2 separate regions of the Mus musculus genome follow, and region 2 is linked to region 1. Evidence: chromatin contacts called from public HiChIP or PLAC-seq data. All regions are on one chromosome and are shown on one strand. The core of a region is the stretch at or near the end of the contact, and the rest is flanking DNA. Distances in the headings are between cores, read along the strand shown.

The links. HiChIP or PLAC-seq counts read pairs in DNA pulled down with a chosen protein or histone mark.
Region 2: a contact with region 1 is called in an H3K27ac HiChIP or PLAC-seq map of trophoblast stem cells, with 15 read pairs. The contact joins two enhancer-like sites. A contact is called at or near these places in 6 of 39 promoter capture datasets (cranial neural crest, fetal liver, frontonasal cranial neural crest and 3 more), 3 of 484 Hi-C or Micro-C datasets (the 3T3-L1 cell line, nephron progenitors and pancreatic cancer cells), 4 of 115 datasets of contacts at active chromatin or transcription factors (embryonic stem cells, pancreatic cancer cells and trophoblast stem cells) and 3 of 9 other capture datasets (adipose tissue, embryonic stem cells and pancreatic islet).

What each region holds. Positions count from the first base shown.
Region 1 is chr3:102,101,819-102,106,724 of GRCm38.p6, reverse strand. All of the region lies in intron 1 of Casq2 (calsequestrin 2), which reads right to left. Among named protein-coding and RNA genes, the nearest start is that of Casq2, 18 kb to the right of the region's middle. Within about 2 kb of position 2,679, at least 48 of the 459 cell types and tissues checked have an H3K27ac peak or open chromatin away from gene starts, as enhancers often do. A contact at or near this core is called in trophoblast stem cells, where this site is marked.
Region 2 is chr3:102,191,301-102,196,206 of GRCm38.p6, reverse strand. The region is part of intron 2 of Vangl1 (VANGL planar cell polarity 1); the gene reads left to right. Among named protein-coding and RNA genes, the nearest start is that of Gm16160, 10 kb to the left of the region's middle. Within about 2 kb of position 2,371, at least 117 of the 459 cell types and tissues checked have an H3K27ac peak or open chromatin away from gene starts, as enhancers often do. A contact at or near this core is called in trophoblast stem cells, where this site is marked.

The DNA.
Region 1 (4,906 bases), core at 1,430-3,929:
GTCAATCCCTTTAAAATGTCCAATATCTTCTAAAATCCAAAGTCTTTTTACAATTAAAAATCTCCACTAAAATAGTTTCTTCCTTCAAGAGGGAAAATATCAGAGCACAGTCACAATCAAAAGCAAAAGTCAATCTCTAACCATCCAATGTCTGGGATCCAACTCACAATCTTCTGGGCTCCTCCAAGGGCTTGGGTCACTTCTCCAGCCATGCCCTTTGTAGTACACACATCGTCCTCTATGCTCCAGATGCCTGGACTCCACTGTGCTGCTGCTCTCGGTAGTCATCTCATGGTACTGGCATCTCCAAAACACTGCATGACCCCTTCAGTCCTGGGCCGTCAATTGCAACTGAGGCTGCACCTTCACCAGTGGCCTTCCATGGCCTCTCACAGTGCCAAGCCTCAGCTGCTCTGCGTGACCCCTTCATGCCTTCAAAACCAGTACCATCTGGGTGACCCTTACATATTACCAAGTCCCACTGTAGCAGGAGTACAACCTTGGCTATCTCTGGAACACAGCCTCTTTGTGCTTTCAGAAAACACTTCCCAGAAGATGTGACCTCAATGATGCTGGTCTCTTCTTAATCACCGCTAATTTCTTAGCTCCAGCTAACCAGCATCAATAGTCCCAGTAATGCCAAGTTTTTGCTTTAGTAGTTCTGGTATCTTATTAATCACAGCTGATTCTTCAGCCCCAGCTAACCAGAACTACAGAATCTTCACAATCAAAATAGCAATGGCCCTAAAAAGAGTCTTTAATTTTCTCTCTGAGATTTCACAAACCAGACCTCCATCTTCTGCAGTGTTCTCAATATTATCTTCCAAGCTCCTACACAACATCCGACAGAGCTCTTAACAACGGATGGATCTTCAAGCCCAAAGTTCCAAAGTCCTTCCACAGTCCTCCCCAAAACATGGTCAGGTTGTCACAGGAATACCCCACTCTGCTGGTACCAATTTGTCTTAGTCAGGGTTTTTATTCCTGCACAAACACCATGATCAAGAAGCAAGTTGGGGAGGAAAGGGTTTATTTGGCCTTGCCCCCTTGATCACTAATTGAGAAAATGCCTTACAGTTGGATCTCATGGAGGCATTTCCTCAACTGAAGCTCCTTTCTCTGTGACAACTCCAGCTGTGTCAAGTTGACACAAAACTAGCCAGTACAACTCCTATCAAGTTGGAGAGAGTGGTGCATCCAGGGTGTTGTCTGTCGATGTGGGAAGATGCTGTATCTCTCCATTACTTTATGACTTTTCCATTCGCATCGCAGCTCTGAGCACATAAGCCTTTGGTTTTGTTTTGTTTTGTTTTGTTTTGTTTTGTTTTGTTTTGACAAAGTGTCTCATGCAGCCCAGGCTGGCCTTGAACTTCTGATCTTCCCACCCTCACCTCCCAAGTGCTGGGGCTACTGACATGCACTGCCACACTCACTTTAGCGTGCAAATCTAGTGCAAGTTTTGTTAAATGTACATCTATTGGGAGTCGTATGCACTATAGTGGTGTATTTTTTAGTTTTGAATCTGTACTCTTTCTAGTACAAATATATCATTGCATTTTTATGTTTATCTTGTAGCTTTCTCACCTTGAACTCATTGATTCTTTCTAAGATATCTTTGCTTTTTTTGGAATTCTTGGAAACTTTCTGTGTAGATAACCATGCTAAAACTTTATCCCTTTCCCATCCATCTGATCTTGCATTTCTTTATGCTTCCTACTCGACCAATTAAAAAAAAATCTCCTTTCATTTCCTTAGGCTTCCTTACTCGACCAATGAGAGCTCTCCTGTTTTGATGACAGTACTTTGCTTCTTACCTGGTGTTTTTGTTTATTCTTGTTCCATTTTATTTATTTGCATCTGCCTTACTGATACATCTATTTTCCCTTTCTGTCCTTCCAATCCAGTTACATTTGCAGTTTGATTCTGTGCATTCTGCAACCCTCTTGGGTGTCTTATCTCCACCGAGTAACCTGGGCACTATTTGGCTCTGTGAGGGCTCCCTAAGTCCCGCTACCCTCTGTTCTGTGGCTACTTGTTAGGTTCTGCCCTTCTCCATTCCTGTGTCTTCTCTGATTGTACCTTCTCCTTCCTTCTACTCCCTTGCCACTTAGACTTCCTAAGGTCGGTTTTGGCCTATCCATGCTTCCTGGTCATCTGTTCTTTTCTCTCTTTTTCTCACTCCAAACCACTCCCCTTCCTCTTAAGACTAAGAATTCTGAACAGAATGTCACCTGAGCGCACGCTGCTCCAGGAGTGCTCAGGTGATGGGGTGGACCCCAGGAGCTGGCAACTACATCATCCTGCTTGCCCTCCAGTTTTCTCTTTCCTTGGGTTTGTCTGAAGCTGGGAAGGCTGAGTCATCACCATTAGTACCGCACTGTGACTCACTGTGAGCTTTCCTGAGGTCCCCCAAGCCAGTGTTTCTGCAAAACCTCATGGGTATATAAGTTATTGCATGCAAACCATCAGACCACGTTGTGTTTTATTTTCCTAATAAACACTCCCCCTGTTTTTATTGCCAGCCACACTGTCCTATTTACTGAAGTAAAAATCTTAAACAAATGTTCCCCTGTCAATTATTCAAAGTCACAAGACTTGGCAGTACAGTAAACTCCCTCTTCTCCAGCGTGAGCCTCTCTGACAGCAGCTCTTCAATTTCAATATGCACAAGAATGACCTGGGGCTCTGTTAAAATGGGGCTTCTTGGTCCTTCTCGCCAGAGCATAGACAATAGAGCTGAGGTGAGGCTCAGGAATGCACATTCTCTTACACTGCACAGCCACACCCGTGGTTGTGGTGCCTCAACTCTCACATCAGGCTCTGGAAAGCACAACTATTCGTGGCTGCCGATTCTGAAAGCCACATAGCACCATTCCAACTGTGCACTCCATTTAGTGAAGGGGTGAGTATTAACAATAATTTGAGAGAGAGAGAGAGACCTTTGAAATGGCCCATCGACCACTGAAAGCTCTTGCTGGCAAGTCTCACATCCTGAGTTCTATACCTGCAATCCATGTAATGGTGGAAGAAGAGAATTGATTCCACAAGGTTGACTTCTGACCTCCATTGGCATGCCAAACCAAGTGTACCCTGATGACATATAAGTATCACATCACCTTCCCTCTCTTACACACACACACACACACACACACACACACACACACACACACACACAGAGAGAGAGAGAGAGAGAGAGAGAGAGAGAGAGAGAGAGAGAGAAGGAAAGAATGACAACTTTAGGTAAAAACAAATGCGTTCCTCTCCTGGGCACATAAAGCATACTCTTTTCAGTCTTGATATCTACATGGAACTTCTGCATACTTCAGTGGTAAGTACCAATCACTACCCTGTGCCCTAGATGTATACACAGAACAGACTGTCAGATGGGCCATAAAGCCCATTATCTGATATGTACCCTCCTCCTCCCCGTCTTCTTCCTCAGCATCCTGGCTCGAAATCCCTGCAGCACCTGAATTACTACCAACACCCACTCTCACTGGACCCAAAGCCTGCCCATCTAGGCTTCGTTATCACCACCATCAGCTCTAGCACGCACCCATAACAAGCTTAGATCACAGTAGCCAGAGCTAGCAGACACCTAAGGGTACTGTGGGACTGAATAGGGTGGGTGGCTGTGGTGGAGATTTGGGGCCTCTGGGCTAACTTTTTATGTGACTGGGTCCCTGAGGACCAATCGTATCTGGGGACGCTGGAGTAGACAAACGGGCCACTGTTACTTCTTGTCTGTGGCTTGGTTTCCTCCATCCCGCACTTCTCCATCTATCCCAACCCCCTCCTTGTCTTCTCTCCCGTGAGCCAACCTGGGATGAGGACAGCAGCCCCAGCTTGTCTTTCACTCCATTCTCCTTTCTAGAATCCCAGTGGTCCCTCCCCAGGAGTGAACTTGGGCACCCGGTGTGTAATCACCAGTGTCCTGATTCTGTTCTGTGACCTTTCCCTCACTAAGGAGAAAGGCAAAGCACCTTCTGCATGCTGTGCAGTTCCTTGGAGACAGTCAGTACCTTTGTGGGTCCATGAAGGGATTGGTGCAAATACTTCAAGAGTTCAAAGGGCTTGTGAGCCAGAGAGGCAAGAAGCAGTTATCACCAAATACTGTGAGTCCTATGTGAGAAATAAGGTCTCCTCCACGTTTCCTAAATGTTCAAAAAACCTGGAATATTCTTTATACGTGCCTGTGATTTTTCTCCTGTTACCTTACAGCCATTCCTGAGCTGCCTTGTCCTGGTGGGCTGATTGATGGGTGATTTCAGAGCCTCAATTGAGAGTCCATCCTTGGGACTAGCCCTATCTGTTGGCTGGTTATGTATAGCTTCCAGAATGGAAACATTGCTCACTCCCTCTGAAACACCGGGATTTGGCTAGACTTTTGCTGATCCTTTGAACACAAATGGACTTCTAACAAAGTTCCATATAAGCAATATCATAGCTGAGATGATAAATAAATAATTCAAAACTGATAAGTGTTTCTGGCATGTCTTTCTCTTTCTGGAGTTATATTTGATAGAAAGCTATGATAATCTTCTCGCTGCTTGGATGATGAGGTCCACGTGTGTGTCATCTTTAAATAAGTAGGTGACCTATGCTTGCTAGACCCTAGTGATGAAGAGCATGGGACTTAGTGTCAACTCCTGGATTGCTGACTTTGTTACCAGCCTATGCTGTGACTTCACTGCCCAGCAGAGGCAGTAACATTAATCTACGCCACAGGATTCTTTTGAAGATTAACTGAGATAATGCATATGAAGTGCTCGACATGGTTCTTCACACACAGTAGGTACTTGATAAATGCTAAACTTCCTCCTTGGTAGTATGATAGCTGAATAGGGTTCTGGATCATTACTGATCCCCAAAATGCCAGAGCCTAGATGATCAGAACTGGAAGGGG
Region 2 (4,906 bases), core at 1,122-3,621, 90 kb before region 1:
GCATTCCGAGGGGCAGGATGCTGGATGAGTGGAGAGATAAATGGATGGACAAACAGATAAATGATGAAATGGGTGGTACTCTGCAGGGTAGGAATCCAATGGAGGTGTCTCCTCCTCTGTGAAGTGGGTATAGGGATTCCTCCTTCTAGAACGGGTAAGGGTTGAATGAAATCTACATGGGAAATGATTAACTCAGTCCCGGGAGGAGGCCCCTCTCTTGTAGCTGTGTTAATGCTATTCCCAGTCTTGGTATTTCAGCACCTTTGTTCAAAGGTGACAGCTGACCCCAGCTCAGAGGCCCAGCTGTGGCCACAGCTGTGTGCTGTGTGGAAGTGGTGGCTGTCCTGATGTTTGCTTCTCTCAGTGAGCAGATCACCATATAAGTAACTGTACCCAGAGTGAGATCTCAGAATAAGATGTGGGTTTCATGGGCTCTGTGTGGGTGGCCACACCTGGAAAGAAGCCCGCAAGTGTTTCCCAAGCTGCCAGGTGTGGCATCTTCAGGAAGGGGCTCTTGGCAGTGATGACTGATGGATGGGAAGTTAGACACTTAAACTTTAGTTTTCTGTACCAATTTGTACTTTGTAACTTTTTTAAACATGAACGCCATAAGGGACAGGCACCTTTAATCTGAGCACTTAGGGGGCAGAGCAAGCAGACCTTTGTGAGTTGGAGGCCAGCCTGGGCTGCATAGCAAGTAGAAAGTTCCAGACCAGGCAGGCAGGGCTACACAGTGAGACCCATGTCTTTAAGACAAAAATGTGAGTGGAATAAAAGGGTAAAGGAAAGCTCTTTAAAGATAACGCTCTTGTTTTAAGGAAGTGTTTTAATGCCATTGTTTTAAGGAAGTGGGCTTCTGTCTGGTTCTTTTGGAAACTTCACTTTATTTTCTAAACATCCCTGAATTGCTTGTGTGCTTCGCTGGATCTTCAGTGAGGACAGAAGGCTCTGGGTGTGGGTGCTTCAAGAGCGGGGGAGGGGAAAGCCTATAGTGACATTCTACAGCCCCGATTCCGAGAGAGCCCTGGTTTTAAAAATAATCACAGATTTCGATCTGTAGACGAACTTGACAGATTTATTATAAAATACCAGAAACAGCTGTTTTCAAATACCTGCTTTTTAGACCTAACTAGAAAAAGCAGCTGGCTTACTGCGGTGTTGGACTTCCTCTTCCAGATGGTATGAATAGGAATTCGGGTTTCCTCTGGGGCTGGGGCTGAGCAGGAAGGATAGCTTGCAGAATTCTGAATGGAGCCAGCTCTGGCTTCTTTCATCGGCACACCCACCAAGACTTGCACACTTCCAGGCCCCTTGCTGCTTCCTGCTGCTTCCCTGGACCTCCTGGGGACCCAGAAATGGATTCTCTAGTGCTGTTATGGGAACTGTAAGAGACTATAACTTTCAATTAAGATGACATGCAGAACGCTTAGTTCTGTCTTGATCCCTTGTGGAAAGTACTTGGCAAATGTGAGTCGGAGCTGAGGCTTTTAATCAATTGATCAAGGAACGTTGCAGCGCGCCTGCCTACCGGGAGGAGCGCTGAGTGGGGCTCCGGCTTCTCTGCAGTTGAGCAGGGAATATTGCAGAGTGCCTGTTCCAAGTGGAGCAGAGTGAGGGGGCCTGAGCTGTGGGGCTGTGTGTGCTCTTGGTGCATCTTTGAAGCCCCTGTGCCTCCTGGTGCATTTGAGGGAGGACCACAGAGGTCATAAGAATTCAGGGGGCAGAGGTTGTATACACTCACAGTAAGTAGGTGCTGTGGAATGCATAGCCTGGGCAAGAAGAGTGTCCATCAGTGAAGGAGCCCTCCACAGGCTTGAGAGCTGGCGGTCTCAGGCATTTCTTGTCCCAGGAGGGCCCTGTGAAGGCTACTCTGCTTGATGATTTGTGGGGAGTTTAAATGGAGGAGTGGGAAAGAAAGGGACTTGGTCTTTTGGTGATTTGAGCACAGCTCCGACTCAGAAAGGAATAATAATGTAGTGCCTGATGACACTGATTGTCTTAGAGGGTTGGCCGCTTTCCAATCCTGTTTGCTGACAAAGAGGTCACTGATGCCTGCGGTCCCCAGAGAGTGTCCAGTTAGCTTTGTTGAGAGAGTGTAGAGACTACAGCCAATCTCGTCTGACCCGTAGTCAGCAGCAGCTGGAAGCAGTAAGCATCATCTCGGGAGTCTCCCTCTCCCGTGCTCACAACAGTCCTAGCAGAGCCGGAGTTGGGAGCTCCCGTTTTATAGGTGATGAAACTGAGGCACGGGGAGGAACAAGGTTCCCAGATACTGGCAGGCCAGGAAGACCCTCTGCAAGACTCAGGCTTGTGGGCCCTTCGGAAGAGAATGCCGCCTTTGAAAGGGAACGTGACTAATGTGCTATAAAATGCATTGTTCTAAAGGGCTGCCCGGGCAGTGGCAGATTCCGAGGACTCTGAGCCTGTTTGTTCCACCCTCAGCGGGAGGACAGGTAGTGAGTGGGTGGTGGGAGAGGAGGAAAGGGAGGAGTAACAAGGGGGGGCGGGAGGGGGGCTGGGAGAGGGGGTGGCTTTCCCCATTTAGAAACAGACAAGCAACAGAACAGGAGGAAATGGCCTGCCCAGGAAGTGCTGACTGTAAGTAGGGACAGTGTGGGAATTGCAGGCATTCCGGCTGGGGCTTGGGGGGTTGCAGCAGCCCTCCAGGGCTCAGCTAACAAATTACCTAAATAATGATGCATTTACCTGCGCACACGGTTGCCTCTTGCATGCTGCAACTTGCGCTCCCCACCCTCTCATGCATGTGTGCGTATGGTGCACAGATATACTTATCTTTGCACTGACAGAATTATCTTTGCACTGATAGACTTATCTTTACTCCTGTGGGCCGAGGAAGCAGGAAGACAGATTTAGCGATAAAGACGAAGATTCCTAGGGCTTCCCAGAAAAGGGCCCCCAGGTGATCCTGACCGCTTAGGCAGTTAAATCTTAGCTGTGTCCTAATGCTCCATTTATTGACTTATTAAACCATTTACTCTCCCCTGGACTCTTACTTATTTCTACACTCTTCGACACATCTTCATCCTTGGGGAACCCTCTCCTAGGATAATGGGCAGCCACAGATAGATGTCGCTTAAACTTACATCATCCTTTTGCTATCCCAAGCTGGCCTCAAATTCTGTATGTCACCAAGGGTCACAGGTGTGTACCAGTATGTCTGGTTTATGTGGTGTTAGGGATTGAACCCAGGGCTTCAGCAATGCTAGGCAAGCCCTCTACTGACTGAGCTATAGCTCCCTCTCCCTGTTCCTGCCTCCACAGTTACAGGGATGAGTGTTTAGGTATGTTCTGCAGTCAAATGACCTCTGAGAGGTTTGTCGTTCTATAAACTAGAAAGCACTGGATGGATGGATGATCAGCAGTGTTGTTCTTGGACATCACTGCTAAGTCCTGGTCTGGCTTGGAGACCTGCCCAGAGCAGTCACTCCCTTCCACAGTGAGGTAATACAAGAGCAGCTCTCTTGGTGCAGCGCTGATAGGACCCTCATTATTCTGGGTTACTCTCAGTCAGGATTGCATCCTGCCCTATGTCCATGCAATACTAAAAAGAAAAGCTTGTTTTTATTTATGTGTATGGGTCTGTGTAAGTGTCTTCAGGTGCCGAGGGAACCCAGGAACAGGAGTTACAGGTATTTGCCAGTCTCTGGATGTGGGGTGCTGGGAACAGAACTCAGATCCTCTAGGAGAGCAGTAAGCACTCTTAACTGCTGAGCCATCTCTCCAGCCCCACTCTGTTAATAATGACACACTGTGTGTTATGGTGCTACACACCTAATTGAGCATCCATGATTTTGATAACCTGTGATTCACGAGGCGTTTTACATACACACAAACTTCCCTGAGTAGGAATCCCCACAGCCGCCCTAGAAACATGGGATGGGAAAGTCTTCCTGAACAACTCTTGCATCACCTGCATCCTGATGACCTGGGGTGCTGGTGAAAAAATGTAGATTCCTGTCATCTTCCTCCCAGACAGATTCTCGGAGGGCAGGGCCACCCAATCTCTGCAGCCCTGGTGGTTTGTCTGCACCAGGGGTCTGAGAAGTGAGAACACGGGTGTAGGGGGCAGGTGCTGGAGGATGGAATGTCCTTGGCGTCCTATACAAGATGCTCTTACCTGGCTTACGGCAGGGTTACGCGGGGAGCTGAGAGGCAAAGCTGCCCAGTGTGGGCTGTTCCCATCTCAGTGCCCTTGGGTCCTTTAAGAACCCAGCCGGGTGATCCTGGAAAGAGCACTGCAGCCATTTTTAGTCCTGGTTAGTTTCCGCCTGCTTTTCACCCCTGTGATGTTCAGGAATCAGGAACTGGCACAAAGCAAAAGGGTTTTGTTTCAGTAGAATCTTTGCTGTCACAGTATTTGACCTGTGGGAGTTTTCAATAGAGAACCAGGTTAGATAAGCATGTGACTAGGCTGGTGGCCAACATGAGTGACAAATGGGGGATCCCAGGGGAAGTGGAAGGGGTGGGGATCATTCCAGGGTCATCCAGCCGGCTGCAGGTGGAACCTGGTGAATTAACAGTTCTGGACCTAGCCTAAAATTCACTCAAATCTCCCACCCTGCTTACTGTTGCTCACAGAGAACACCCTTTGGGGTGCTGGTTTTGGACAACACACAACTAAGGCTATCCATGGTCACAGCCAACAGTGACCTCGAAGGCCTATTTCCTAACTCGGAGCAGTGAGACTGTATAGGGGGGTGAAGATGAGGGCTAGGAATATTGACCTTATGAAATCTCCAACTTATGAAGATTTAGGAAAGGAAGGGGGCCAGTGGGGGAGGGGTGAAGAAGGGTGAACATAATCAAAGTACATTATCTTTATGTATGAAAAGTACCATGGTAAAATCTCATTGTCTTATATAATTATATATGCTAGTTTTTAAAA